Linked DNA regions of Sus scrofa: region 1 is linked to region 2. Evidence: chromatin contacts called from public HiChIP or PLAC-seq data. All regions are on one chromosome and are shown on one strand. The core of a region is the stretch at or near the end of the contact, and the rest is flanking DNA. Distances in the headings are between cores, read along the strand shown.

What was found. HiChIP or PLAC-seq counts read pairs in DNA pulled down with a chosen protein or histone mark.
Region 1: a contact with region 2 is called in an H3K27ac HiChIP or PLAC-seq map of alveolar macrophages. The contact joins two enhancer-like sites. A contact is called at or near these places in 6 of 47 Hi-C or Micro-C datasets (embryonic fibroblasts, epiblast stem cells, fetal heart ventricle and 3 more) and 1 of 2 datasets of contacts at active chromatin or transcription factors (alveolar macrophages).

Annotation. Positions count from the first base shown.
Region 1 is chr7:98,340,422-98,343,121 of Sscrofa11.1, reverse strand. TMED10 (transmembrane emp24 domain-containing protein 10) reads left to right here. Exons shown (of 5, transcript XM_001926711.5): 3 at 1,282-1,355. Among named protein-coding and RNA genes, the nearest start is that of NEK9, 20 kb to the right of the region's middle. Within about 2 kb of position 1,426, at least 46 of the 83 cell types and tissues checked have an H3K27ac peak or open chromatin away from gene starts, as enhancers often do. A contact at or near this core is called in alveolar macrophages, embryonic fibroblasts and fetal liver, where this site is marked.
Region 2 is chr7:98,702,074-98,704,875 of Sscrofa11.1, reverse strand. No RefSeq gene overlaps it. Among named protein-coding and RNA genes, the nearest start is that of FLVCR2, 15 kb to the left of the region's middle. Within about 2 kb of position 1,400, at least 37 of the 83 cell types and tissues checked have an H3K27ac peak or open chromatin away from gene starts, as enhancers often do. A contact at or near this core is called in alveolar macrophages, embryonic fibroblasts and fetal liver, where this site is marked.

The sequences.
Region 1 (2,700 bases), core at 177-2,676, 360 kb after region 2:
TTCAGTCCATCTCAGAAAATCTCCAGTGTCTCTCAGTGTTCAGTGCATTCTCTGGCTTATGGTCTTAGGAACCCAAGTGCTTAAGTGGCACCGTTTCCAAAACTCCTAATTTCATGCAGGCAGTTTTGAAATTTATAAGTAATCGGGTAAATTCCAGGGAATTGGGACTGAGCAATTTTCTGGGGCTCTTTTGAACCACTCCAGTCCCTTTACTCCCACTTGATGATTTAAGATTAGAATTCTTTCTGATCAAGCTGAATCAGATTACTTTTTCCTAGAGTTCCTGTGGTGGCTCAGTGGTAACGCACCCAACTAGTATCCATGAGGATGCAGGTTCAATCCCTGGCCTTGCTCAATGGGTTAAGTATCTGGTGTTAGTGTGAGCTGTGGTGTAGGATGCAGACCCATCTCGTATTTGGCGTTGCTGTGACTGTGGCATAGGCCAGCAGCAGCCCTGATTCAGCCCCAGCCTGGGAACTTCCATATGCCATGGGTGTGCCCCTAAAAAGATCCACCCCCCCAAAAAAGGCAGATTGCCTTTTCTAATATGAACATTGCTCTGTTGATCCTACTATCCCAAATTAACATTCCTCTTTTAAGAAGTATCTCCAAGAACTGTACTCTTTTTGTCAAGTTTCTTCTTGGGCTCTTCTCTTGTAAGGGTTTTGTGGGACTAGTTCTATAACATTTTGTTTACTTATTGAAATGGCCTTACATTGACCAAAATACTTTAGTCCTATAAAATATTAGATAAATGCTGTGGTCTTTTCAGTACTTGTATTTGTATTAAGTAAATTCAGGCTTAGCGTGTATGCAGTAATCCTTCTCTCAGAATTTCATGGGTCAGCCTTTTTAGATGTGGAAATGTACTTTTCGGCCTAAGCTGGTGCCCACTACCTCCGGGTTTGTATGCCAGTCAGTTGTATGATGTTTTGACTTTGGAGTTTTATTTCCTAATCCAATAAGCCAGTGTGTTTTCTCTTCTCTGGTTCTATTCCTCTGTGGTGCCAACTACATATCTTGTGTGCTGCTCCCTCAGAGATGTTTGCCAGCAGCGTGTTCTCGTTGCTTTCTGGCCCCCCTCACAGATAGAGGCTTTGTCTGGAATGCTTGTGATTTTTAGCCAGAGCCAGGAATTTTCTGCAGCTGAGTAGGGGGAGGAGTTGAGGCTATTTCCCTCTATTGAGAGGGTAGGGGTTAGGGAGGGAGAGAGAGGGTGGGTGGGTGATTTCCCGGAATTTTAAATATTCCGCACAATGAATCCTTTGATTTCTTTCTCAGGAACAGGGCGGATACCTGACCAACTCGTGATCCTAGACATGAAGCATGGAGTGGAGGCAAAAAATTACGAAGAGGTATGTCCTGCTGTAACAGCCAGTAGAGGCAGCAGCATGCTGGTCTGTGAGGTTTCTGTGACCTAGTCAGGCCAGCAGGCTGTGCTTTGCCCAGAAGGCTGTGGTTTTCTCAGCAGTCATGTGACAACCAGCTTGATATAAAAAGTTATGTTAACAGCCTTGAACAATAATTCTGGCTGTGCTGTCAGCCAAGTGACTGGACCAACTGTCCCATAGAAATGTTGGTATGATGAAACACTTAAGTATATGCTATTAGTGCTCTTGAGACAGAAACCAGATATATAGTTGTAATTTTTTAAAGCCGGAATTCATTTATATGTTAATGTTCAAGGTTAAGAGAAGTGATTTGGTTTTAATCCCTATGGCTTTTATTCCCAGAGTGACAGCTATGTATAAAACTAGGGCATGGATTCATTGCTATTTAGACTTGAACAACTGTGCTGTCTTTGAGAAATGTAGTAGTCAAAAGTAGCTTTTAGTTAAAATAATTTCAATTTCAAATTTTTCAGAAAGAGAGCAAGATGGAAGAAAAACTGCAAGAGATTAGGTGTGTTTTGTTTTGCTTTGTTTTTGTTTTGCTTTTTTACCCTCGGCGAATGGACGTTCCCATGCTAAGGATTGAATCTGAGATACAGCTGCCAGCCTACCCCACAGCCACAGCAACGCCAGATCTGAGCCACATCTGTGACCTACACCACAGCTCATGGCAACGCTAGATCCCTAGCCCACCAAGTGAGGCCAGGGATCGAACCCACCTCATGGTTCCTAGTCAGATTTGCTTCCACTGCGCCACAGCAGGAACTCCGAGATTAGGATTTTTGCTAACCAGAAGTATCGTAGAGAACAAAAACAGACCTTTATTTGGGTGGTAGGAAGGTGGAAGTGTGCATAGAATAAGGGGAAGGGGGACTGAGCCCTTCCTATCCCTTTCATGAGAGACTCTGGAGGCAGCACAAAAAAGGCTCTTCAAATGAAGAGCACCTTTGAAAAACCACAAGAACTATTTAAGATTGGAGGATTGATCTTTATAGAAAGATTAGCATGTTTTTACCCAGATCAGAGTCTTTCTACAACAGTACCCGAAGGCATGAAGAAAAGATGGGGTGTAGGAAATACAAATGGCTTTTGAAGAAGGTAAACTGAATAAACAAAGGAAAGTTGCTTTAAGTGATTTAAGCAAATTCTCTAGAAATGATGGAGCGGGAGAAATTGTTCTATCTTTGGTCAGAACTTAGAAGGGAAATATCCTAAAATGGAAGAAGACTGGAAGCCACTGGCTGCTTCTTCAACAGGAAGTAGTACTGCAATAATTGCAGCTCTCCAGGTCTTGCCTCTTTTTCCTAGT
Region 2 (2,802 bases), core at 151-2,650:
ACCACACGGTCTACCAGCAGCTGTATTTCTTGAGTCTTGGGTGCTTACTGCTGTCAACTGAGGAATTGTTTTTACCTTGGGGGTCTGCAAATAGTTTCCAGAGTCTATGAGCCCCTGAAATCCTATAATCCAGATTTTGTAAAGGGAAGGGGGTGTCTATAGTTATCAACAGATCTTCAAAGCAGTCCAATGGCTACCAAATGTAAGAAATCCTTGGTCTAGATGGGTAATCAGATATTACAGGTAAAAAAAAAAGTCTGCTTTGGACTATGCCACCTAATATCTGCCCTCACGTGATTCATAGTATTGGGGACCAAGTCTTCTTTTATGTTTATCTCATCACTATGGGCAACCAGTTTACACAGCCCATATGTGTAAAGTGGATTTTGTGACACAAATGATGCACTTTGGAGGGAACCTTTGAGGACTAAACAGAGAAGAGACAGGATTCATTTGGGGCAGAGTGAAGCACATGTTTGGTGACACCATCCTGCCTTCGAGAAGGTGACCCTTAATTTTCCCGCCATTCGCAACAAGATTCCAAGAACCTAGTCTAACAGGAAGATATAGCTTCTGGCTTCCATGTTTCAGGTGATTTGGGGTTTGGAAGAAGACTCAGAAAGAACTGTGGGAATTGCTTCTTCTTATCTGCCCAGCTATGCTATCCTATTATGGTTGAGACTGAAATCTCTCTGTAGCCACATGTTTCAGATTGAGGTAACTCCTCGCTGCCTTAAAGGTCAGGAAAGCCGCTGTGCTGACACAGGCCTCCTCCCCCTGGCAGTCAGCCCCGTACTAACTCTTGAGTCATCACATCTGGATGACTAGGCTGACAAAAACAAGGTTTCATGGGGTGAGTCGAATAGCTGGAAAGCGGGGCAGGGTGGTGGAGCAGGAAGCACAGCACCGCACAGAGTCTGAGGATCTCAGTTCAAGTCCCTGTTCTGTGAACGTGGTGCACCATGTTGATCCCTTTGGGTGTCAAATGAAATTAGATAGTGCAAGACAGCCTGCATGAACATGATTCCAAGGACCTGGAAGATCCTTGTATGGCACTGACACTGAGGCAGAAGTTGTGGCCCTAAGACCGGGATGTGATTTCAACCCAGATCTTCAATCTACAGTGTCTTCAAAGGTTGTCTAAGGAACCAGGTCCCAGCCATTCAATTATTCAACGAATGCTTCCGCAGAGCTATTCTGCAGCCTGATGAGGCACTGGTTTGTATCTAGAAGTCAGTTCTCTGTATCCCAGAAAACACACATTGGTTGGCTGCTGGGGGTACAACACAAACTCTGCGTATTTAGCTGGGAGGGGAGGGTGGAGCCAGGAAGGGGAAGGAAGGAGGGGGCTTTGTCACTGCAGTTCTCTGGATTGCCACTAGGAGGCAGCACCAACTCAGGGCTGCTGTCCCCACAGTCCTGGCTGTAACCTGGGACTTGAGAAAATTCCCCCAAGTACACTCAAGCTTGGTTTATAACAGCTCCAGCTTCTGAGGCTAAAAGAGCAAGTCTGAGTCCCACAGCTGCACTTAGCCGTGTAACCTTGGGCAAACCGTTTAACCTTTTGAATCTCTCTTTATCTGTAAAATGAAGATAAAAATAGTTCCTACAACCATAGTCAACAGTTCAGGAGGTAAATATCTGGTAAATGGCAGTCCCCAGAGGAAGATTAAACAGCATAGTCCCCTTACTCTTTTGAACACCCCTTTTATTTTGTGCGTTTTTTCCCTCTTTGAAGAGTGCCCTTGATGCTTAGTTCAAATGAACACGCAGATAAACATCTTGGGCTGGGGGTGTGGGAAGGCAGGGGGGAGGGTCCACACTGTGATTTCCTAAGAACAGACCCAACTTTTCCCCTTCCTTCCCTCCTTCTACTCCTTTTCTTTCTCTTCATTTTGTTTCTTCTACTCTGTTTGGTTTTTTTGTTGTTTTTTGCTTTCTTCTGTTTGTTTAACAAATGTATGTTAACCACCTGCTCTGTGCAAATGCAAAAGCCCTGGGCTGGGCAGGGACAGGCTGGGGGTGGGGTGAGCAAAGGGAGGGGAGAGCAGAATTATACTCACTGGAGAGAGTCTTCCCTCATAGGTGCTCCCAGGCCTGCGCGCCCTGAGCTGATGCCCAGTGCAGTTGAACCAGCTATTAACATATTCAAATATTGATATTCTCATTGGTCAACAACCGCCATCCTAGTGCTGCGTCAGGCTTCCACTCTGCTCCAGCTCCAACATCGGTTCTGATTGGCCAGTGTCTGCCCTGAATTTGGAACCCTGCCCCTGAGCAGGTTGGCTGGGCGCCACACAGAATGAATGAAGCGGGGCGGAGGGTGCAGCCCGGGAGGCTGAGGTGCAAAGTCCCATCCCCACACTGGTTTTCAAGTTAGGCCCTGGGGTTCTTGCCAGAGGCAGTGATATTCAGGTCAGGCCCACGGGAGCCTGGTGCAATGCTGGCTGAATGCCCGTTTTTTCTGGATCACAGGGTATCCCAGAACCCTGTCAGCAAATAGTCTCCTCCTGTTGGCCCCTGAGAATTAGGGTCCAGTGCCCTCTGCCTTCCTGGGAAACTCAGATCTCAATCATCATTCCTGAGTTTGGGGTTTCTTAGTAGAAGCTGACTCTGGCTGAGTTAAGGAGGAAGTGAATTTATTGGAAGAGGATCGTGAGCTTCACAGACTCCAAAGGAGGACTGGAGAAAAGGCTCAGAATAAGGCAAGATGGACTTCCCGTGTGGCTCACAACATAACTACTCGGCATTGCTTCTACAGTGGCTGTGGCTCGACCCCTAGCCTGGGAACTTCCATATGCC